Regions from separate parts of the Ovis aries genome. Here region 2 is linked to region 1. Evidence: chromatin contacts called from public Hi-C data. All regions are on one chromosome and are shown on one strand. The core of a region is the stretch at or near the end of the contact, and the rest is flanking DNA. Distances in the headings are between cores, read along the strand shown. Region 1 overlaps SYN3 (synapsin III). Region 2 overlaps SYN3 (synapsin III).

Region 1 (4,208 bases), core at 760-3,259:
GACACGGGTGACTTTCGCCCCAGGCCTGAGTGTGAGAACCCGCAAGCAGCTGGCAGCCCAAGAGAAGGGGTTAGTTACTGCCACAATCTCCTTTCATCTTGTTGTCAACAGTTCATCCATTCTCTGATAAATGGTGGCATTTACTTAGTAATACTGGGATATTTTTGAGGAATGATTCGAATTGACAAGGTTCTATGTAATGTTCCATTTTTCTTTCTCACTCTTGCTGGTTGGCTTATAAATCTATAATCAGGCACTGCTAGCGGCTAGGAAGCAGGCACTTTCTAGAAGATCTGAAAGATCAGACTTGTAAACATGCCATTTTCTTGTGCTTCCTTGCACAAAGCCTCAACACCTACCTCTGTAAAAAGGAAATACCCCTGTTTTCATTGCTGACATGTTAGGAAGCTGAAAATGAGACCATAAATGGGAAAGTCCCTAGCACAGCGCCTGGCACATATTAGGTACTTAATACATTTACTTTCTGTCTTTCTTCCCTCCTTTCCTGACTTTAAGGGAGTGACAACCCCATGGTCTCATTCATTCTGCACACAGAGCAAGGGAATAAGTCTGGTGATTAAGTATTAACATGGAGTTTTTCAGAGTGCCTTCTTGAAAGTCACATGTGGATCCCTCAGGGCATTTCAGCAACGTTGCTGGATGGCTTCTCTTGGTGGGTGGCTCGTCATGGGTCCTACCTTGTGTGGGTGGCCGTGGCTGGGGTTGTCCAAGTGGAGGACCCAGTTGGGCTTGCCCAGGGGATTTTGCTGGTTTAGTCTGAGAAGCCTAAAGCAGAAGAGAAAAGAAGACTGTTGTGGCCACTACAGCCGTTCACTTCCTGGGTGGGAGGGCAGGACTTGTAAACATCTGTTTGTTATTGAGGTGCTCAGTCGCTCACTTGTGTGATGGACTGTAGCCCGCCAGGCTCCTCTGTCTATGGGATTCTCCAGGCAGGAATACTGGAGTGGGCTGCTATTTCCTTCTCCATCGTTATTGAGGTAAAACTTACATAATGTGCACAGGACAAATCGTTTCTACACGTGGAGACGCCTGTGCAATCACCAAGCAGGTCAAGACAGAACATTTCCAGGGGAGAAGGCTGCCCCGTGCCCTCTCCAAGCCAGTGGCCTTCTTGAGAACAAGCATCTTTCTGACATCTGTTATCACAGATTTGTTTTGAGGGGGGAAAGGGGGATTAGGTTTTGAGACTTGCTTTTCCAGAAAGCTGGAGATCTAGCAAATTCTTTGGAGAACCATCTGGTAACCCCCATGGTGAGGATCAGGGAAGACAAGCGCTCTGTGTCAGCGTGAAGAGGCTGGAAGATGAGGAAACGGAAGACGCAAGAGTCCCTGTTGGCCAGTGCCCGGGGAGCACACAAAGGGCGTGTGTGTACATGTGGGCATGAGTGTGCGTGCGCGCGCACACACACACACACCTGCTCACCACTCAGGCCCGGGACGGAGGGCACAGGCAGGACAGCTGGCTTCATATGATGATAATGTCTGCCTGCGGACACTCAAAGCCCAGTTGAGACCATGTTTTTCTCTCCAGGGTGGCAGAGAGAGGAAGGGCCCCTCAGAGCCTCCCAAATGTCCCTGTCAGGAGCAGGGGTACAAACTCTCCCCCAAGCCCAGCCCCACCCACACCCCAGTTCTTTCTCCCCAAGTCGGTTCCTCCCTGGGTGCATCTCCTCTGGATCAGGGCACCCCCTCCCAGACGGCCAAGTATCTCTCATGCCTGTACACTCTCTTACCCAAGGCCTCAGGGGCGAGGATACCATGCCCCCTGGCATCAGGAGTTGGCTCATTTTGGAGATGACAAGGTCGGCCATCAGCTGCTTGTCCTCTTCCACGTGCTCGCCAATCAGGGGCATTGAGCTGTCCATCACCTGCGGGAGAAAAAGGAGCCCTGAAGGAGCTTCATGCCAGGGGAGCCTGGCAGCTGAGCAGTGCATCCCAGGAAGGTGGGCTCAGACCTCAGGACAGAAGTGAACACTAGATGGCAGTGTTCTCCACGCAAATCCCCGGCCCAGCGCTTCAGCTGGAAATGACCCCCGTGGAGACAGCCAATTACCCGCAGTTCAGTCTAAATCAACTCCCTGGACTCAGTTCAATTCAGTCTGCATTTGCTGGGTCTCAGACATGCGACCAAGGGTGAGGAGCCTTTGCTGACCTTTTCTGCTCTTTTCTTTGGGGAGCCGGTCTCTGCCCCCTCCTTTCCCACCTTGGCCCCTACCGAGGATTGGGGCCAGTTTCTTGAACTTTGGCCCAAGGTCAAGGTTTTCCACAAAGCCAGAAGCAGTGAAGGAAGGGGCTCAGTTATGATCAAAAAATGACATGGGTTGGAGTCAACTCAAGGTTCAGAGAGAAGAGGGAAGAGGCAAGGCCAGTTCTCCGGGATTCTAGCAGAATAAACTGCAGAGAAATTTCTTCCACAAGGAGAAGGCTGCTTCTCAAAGGAGGCACACTTGTAATGCGAGGGGCCCTGAGAGATCAGGGGCTTCCCAGGTGGTGCTGCTGGTAAAGAACCTGTCTGCCAATGCAGGGGATATAAGAGATGCGAGTTCGATCCCTGGGTGGGGAAGATCTCCTGGAGGAGGGCATGGCAACCCACTCCAGTATTCTTGCCTGGAGAATTCCATGGACATAAGAGCCTGGTGGGTTACAGTCCATGGGGTTGCAAAGAGTCAGACACGACAAGTGACTTGGCATGCATGCATGCTGAGTGATCACATTTGTGCATCCACTCTTTTGGCAGATGGAGAAACCAAGGCCCAGAGATGGCAAGGGGCTTGCTCAAAGCCATGTAGGCCAATGATCCAGGTGGTTCCCTAGGCATGGACAGAGGTAGAAGGTCTTGGGTGGGTTGGTGGAGGGTGGGGCCTTGGTGGGCTCTCTGTCTCCTCCCCAGCTATAGGAATCCAGCCTGTTTCCCCAGCTCACCGCAATCTAATTCTCCATCTGGTTTCCTCTTTTCCCAAGCTCTGGACTCACCAGGTTCTGTCTGCCATCCAGGTCCCTGGGCAGGTCATTGACTCTGCCCACTCTCTACCTGGCTAGCCCTTCTCATCTGTCAGGAATATCTAGCTGGTCCTTCCTCTGCGAAGCCTTTTTGGCACTCCTGCCATCCTTGCTTTGGTTGTCTCACCATCTCCTGTTTATGTGTGTCTCTCCAACCAGATTGTGAGCCCCTGGCTTGGGGATGGGCCCTGTGTCCAGACAGGTATGCCCTTGATAAGTACCTGCTGAATGGAAGGACAAGTCCTGCTTTTATCGATAAGGATACTAGTAAGTGCTGTATGGTTTTACTAGGTGCCAGGCGCTGTTTGAAGCACTGGGTGGAGATCTCACATAAATCTCAGAGTATCTCTTTGAGATAGGTACCATTATTGTTCTTCTCCTGATGGGAAAGCTGAGGGTCAGAGAAGTAGCAAGTTCCAGGACAGTGAGCACTCCTACATCTCAACAATCACCAAACAGCTCTGAGTAAGAACTGGGAACCGGAGACCTGGTTTCCAGGCTCTGGTTCTCCTAGGGACTCATGGTATGATCCTGGCAGCTCACTTCTCATCTGTGGGCCTGTTGTTTTCCTCAACTATAACCTGAGGGGGTTGGGCAGCTGCAAAGACCCTTGCATCTGGGACTTTTAGGAGCCCATTAATCTAAAGCACCTACTATAGTTGTTGCTGTTTGGTTGCTAAGTCGTGCCCAACTCTTTGCAACCCCATGGACTGTAGCCTGCCGGGCTCCTCTGTCCGTGGGATTTGCCAAGCAAGAATATTGGAGTGAGTAGCCATTTCCTTCTGCAGGGGATCTTCCTGATCCAGGGATCATACCAGTGTCTCCTGCATTGCAGGTGGATTCTTTACCACTGAGCCACCAGGGAAGCCCTATTATGGTTGGGCAGCTGAAAAGCAAACTCAAGGATGTGAACGCAGATTGTATTAGCAAATTGAGCTCCCTGTGGGTTGGGCCTGGGTCCTTGGCTTTCTGGATCCCATTGCCCGGCACAAGGACAGTCAGTCTCTCAGTCAACGTGGGCTGAGCTGAGTTATGACTGTGGCGTCTGAGTGTGCACAGCTCTGGCTTTTCTCTTCCTGACCCTGCCTGCCCACTCCTTTTTTGTTCTGGTTTCTGTTTCCTATGTTCCCTACAGTGGAAAACAGCCACCACAATGAACCTGAGGTCAGAGCATTTTGCAGTCCCCA
Region 2 (4,208 bases), core at 761-3,260, 420 kb after region 1:
AGCTGTTGCCTGCAGCTGGGGCGTCAGTTCTCATGCCCAACAGTCCCCATGGCTCCCTGTTGTCTCTCTGCAGCCTGTGTCAAGTGGCAGAGGCATTTGTCATACAGCCTGGGCTGCTGTCTTCCTTACAGCAGGGAAATATTTCTCTGCGCCTTTGCCTTTTCCTGGCACCTGCCCCTTCACTCACCGACCACCTTGCCTCCTGTAAGCAGCTGCACAAGCAACCCCTAATTTAACTAATTCCATTATGAAGATGGCAATTAGCTCAGTGAAAATCTTCAGGAAGCCCACACCACTGCCCTTCCTCCAAACTCAGGTTTGGAGGTCAGCAAAATGGATACAAAGCACTGTCCCCTCTCTCTTGCCATCACAGACAGACTCCCTCCTACTGAGGAAACACATCCCATGCAGGCTTACACAGGCCCCAGGAGGAAAGACATTCTGCAGTGAGACTGATGTCTGCCCAGTGACCTGCCTCCCCAGGGCAAGGCTGTAGCCAGGCAGGTGAAGTCTGGAGGAACAGGAACAGCTATTGCTAGGAGAGCCCATGGCATCTGAGGGACTTCTCTTAAAGAGGAGGACCTAGGCAAGAAAATCACATTTTGAAGAATGAGGAAAGACTCAGAAGTTGGACAGTGGAATTATCCAGAAAAAGGCAGGGCAATGGCAGGAAAAATGACTGAGACATAAAAGCAGAGAGAGGAAAATGAGAAGTTTCAGGTCTGAGACTCTTTTTAAGGGCTTGCAGGCTGGCCCCTTCAGAGTCTGAGCCTCTTCTGCATTATTCCTCCCAAGTTGCCAGCCTAGTTGTACTGGAACCTGCAAGTGACGGGGGCTCACTCCCTCACTGGGCAGCCCACGTGGTCTTCTTCCCATTACATACACTGAGCTGACACACCTCCCTCTTTGTCTGCTTTACTGGCCTCAGTTCTACCAGTTGGGAGCCACATGAAACCGGTCCTCTAGCCACGACGGTTTCTAAACTTGGCTCTTCATCATTTTAAAAATGTCTCCTGAGCTCTCCTCTGGATATTCTGTCTCAGGAGTTCTGGAAGAGCCTCTCAGAGTGGCTGTCCCACACTCATTCTGACTCCTATTATCAGCACCCCCATCCGCACTTGCATTCCTGAACCAAGCCTCTCTCTTGCACACAGTCTTGATGGGACTGTCCCCAAGTGTCCCCAGGACATCTTATGGAACCAGTCAGGTTTGTTCTTGCCCAGGAATTTTATTTTTAAGCAGAGAGGCACAAAGCTTGGAAGACAATAGGAGCTGACTTCTCCAGAGAGTGTTCACAAGTTCCTGCCTCTTAGGTCCAGACAGAGCCCTGGGTCCTGACCTCTCCAAAACTTGGGTCTTCTTGTTTTCTCTTCATTCTGTGAGCCTCCAGCATATTTTCCATAAACCCTCCATTTTGCCTAAGTCAGCCAAAGTCATTTCTTTTTCTTGCAAACAAAGAACTCTATCCATACAGAAGGTGAAGAGCAGTACCTGATAATCTGAATGTCATTCTGACGGAAACAGTGCTTTGGGGACCGTGATCTCAGTTTATTGTCATTGTTTGATTGATGAAGGCACTGAAGCCTGGAGAGGACAGGGGCCCCCCTGAGATCTCACAGCATCAGCAGGGAACGGGGAAGGCTCCCCTCAGATCTCACAGCATCAGCAGGGAAGGGGGAACTGGAGAAGACACAGCGTCCATCAGACTCCTCCCCGTGCTACCTTCTGCTCTAAGACACTTCCCCCAGATTTCCTAGCCACACTCTCACAGGATGAAGACTCTACCAGGGCAGGAGACAACTCTTCACTGTTTTCCCCTCCCTCCCTCTCGCCGTGCAAGAGCAGGGGAGGAAGCGGCCGGGGCACAGAGCCTCTGGATTGGATGGCGAGAAGACCTCACGGAGAGAGGTCAGCACTTGAAAAATTCCTCAAGTCAAAGGGCTCGGGGCCTGGGTGCCACACAAGGCCCTCACTGTGTGCGGACATTGTCCCCCTGATAAAAGGGGCCGGGCCTGGGAAAGCGGCGCTGGTGTCCAGGCGACAGGCCAGGCTGCTGGGGAATGCCCAAGGCCCCTCCCGCACCAGGCACCAGGGCGGAGGGAGGGGGAGTGGCAGGGGGTGCCCAGAGTGGGAGGACAAGCCCAGAAGTCCAGCACCACCCCAGGTTGCAGGGGGTGGCTTGTATGAATCCGTGAATGAAGGGAGTAAGAGGATGGCAAGACCCCTCTCACCAGGCCTTTCCTAGCTCCCTGCCCCCCACTGCTGGATTTCCCCACAGGGAACAGGCAGGGCTTACCCTTATTTCAAGGAGAGTCTTAGGGGTAGAGGAAGAGGTGGGTGGGGGGAAACATAAGGATTTTGTTCCCTAGAGCCTAGTGTCCCCAACAGACAGGTGTAAATCCTGCCTTGAGCCCCCGACCAACTCTAGGAGGAGGGGAACCAGCCCGGTCCCCGTCTTCCCATCTTCAGAGCAGACAGTGTGCCAGCCCACCAGCGCCCAGACAGCCCTCCTCCGGGGCTTCTAGAGCGCAGCCCTCAGGCACGTCCAGCTGAGCTGAGAAACGTGCCAGCGGCTTCCTCCCCACCGGCTGCCAGGGCCACTGCATTCGCTAGCAGTTAGTATCACAATTAGCTGGGGTTTAATATTTATTTCATTTTATTTATTTGGCTGTGCAGGGTCTTAGCTGCAGCACACAGGATCTTCCGTCTTCACTGTGGCATGTGGAGTTCTCGTCGCAGCATATGGGATCTTTGGCTGTGGCATGTGGGATCTAGTTCCCTGACCAGGGACTGAACCCGCGCCCCCTGCATTGGGAGTATGGAGTCCTAGCCACTGGACCACAGGGAAGTCCCTGCAATCAACCGTTAACACCATCACCATTTCAGTGCCCGTTACGACAGCTAAGCCCAGTACCAGCCCCCTCCACCTCTTACTGACCCTTCGTGAGAGGTGCCACGATCCTGCCTTACAATGGAGGAATGTGAGGCCCAGAGGCCAGACTCCCCCAAGGTCTCATGAGTGAGAGAGAGGAAGGGGTCCAGGCAGTCTGCCTCGAGACTGTCCACTCTATTTTGTTCCTGCCCTGCTGGTGACTGCGACTGTTCAGTCCTCATCACAGGCCGGGAAAGCAGCTTCCTGAGAATGAGGTCAATGGAAGGGGTGGGAGGGCTGGTTTGGCTCCCCAACCAGAAAGCAAGGACGCACAAAGGCCAGCTTCTCACTGGGCCCATGTTAGCAGGGCTGGGCACTGCCTCTTGTTGCCACCCTCCGTTAGTAGGGTGGAAAGATAAAGTAACAGACATCTACTTAATTATGAACTCCAGATAAACAACAAATAATTTTGTGGTACAAATCTATATATTGCATGGGATATGCTTATACTGATTCACTGTCTAATTATTAATTGGACATCGCCATTTTTACTGGCTAAAGCAACAAGCAACTCTACCCAAAAGCCTCTGCTGGTGATGCCAGCTCTGAATTTAATACCCCCTTCCCACCCACTGCAACCCTCCCCCGACAAGACAGCACAGTGGGAAGCAGAAAGTCCTGGTCTCCCTGGGGCCAATTAGGCCACAGCAAGGCTTCAAGGGGCTGCCAAGACTCCCTGAGCTCACGAGTGTCTGGATGGCTACAGGAAACCCCACTTCCCCTGGCACCTCAACATTCTGGCTGCCCAAAGGCACTGGTGGAGGGGGTGCTTGAGGCGGGTACTTTCCTCTGAGGAGGAGGCCACTGCGCTTGGCCACCACGCTGTAACAGGGAGTCCTGCCCTTAGACATGAGTGTGTGTGCCCACATGAGTCAGACACGCGCGTGTGTGGGTGTGTGCGCTCACACGAGGCTCCAGAGCCCTGCTCCGGAGCCCTCAGGCACAGCACACGAGGCCTGTGCTCAGGTGCGAGAGGTTAGGATGACAGGAGAACAGGGATGCCAGACTCGTCAGCTGGCCGGCCTGAGCCAGCTGCACACGCCACTGTGCCTGCTCTCATCCCGGGCTCGGAGCCTTAGCTCCCTTCTTCACACAAGGAGAACAGTAATAGTACTCCATACAGTTGTTGAGAGGATTAAATCAGAGAATCTATGAGAACCATTTAGCACAACGTCTGGTCATGCAAGGGCACAGGTGCTTGCCATATGACGAGGAGGAGGACCTGACCGCATTCCCAAAGAGCTCTTGGTTTCTTCATTTGTGTGTTCACTCATTT

Evidence for each region. Hi-C and Micro-C count contacts between places; a contact is called where the count stands out from the background.
Region 2: a Hi-C map of hypothalamus shows a contact between it and region 1, with 7 times the contacts expected there. The contact joins two enhancer-like sites. A contact is called at or near these places in 11 of 16 Hi-C or Micro-C datasets (blood, hypothalamus, liver and 6 more).

The regions. Positions count from the first base shown.
Region 1 is chr3:176,736,897-176,741,104 of ARS-UI_Ramb_v3.0, forward strand. It overlaps SYN3 (synapsin III), which reads right to left. Exons shown (of 14, transcript XM_042247181.2): 11 at 1,755-1,889; 12 at 699-786. Among named protein-coding and RNA genes, the nearest start is that of FBXO7, 40 kb to the left of the region's middle. Within about 2 kb of position 2,010, at least 5 of the 54 cell types and tissues checked have an H3K27ac peak or open chromatin away from gene starts, as enhancers often do. A contact at or near this core is called in hypothalamus, where this site is marked.
Region 2 is chr3:177,157,376-177,161,583 of ARS-UI_Ramb_v3.0, forward strand. All of the region lies in intron 2 of SYN3 (synapsin III), which reads right to left. It overlaps LOC132659468 (a long non-coding RNA gene), which reads left to right. Exons shown (of 2, transcript XR_009599973.1): 1 at 1-1,908; 2 at 2,677-3,379. Among named protein-coding and RNA genes, the nearest start is that of SYN3, 44 kb to the right of the region's middle. Within about 2 kb of position 2,011, at least 7 of the 54 cell types and tissues checked have an H3K27ac peak or open chromatin away from gene starts, as enhancers often do. A contact at or near this core is called in hypothalamus, where this site is marked.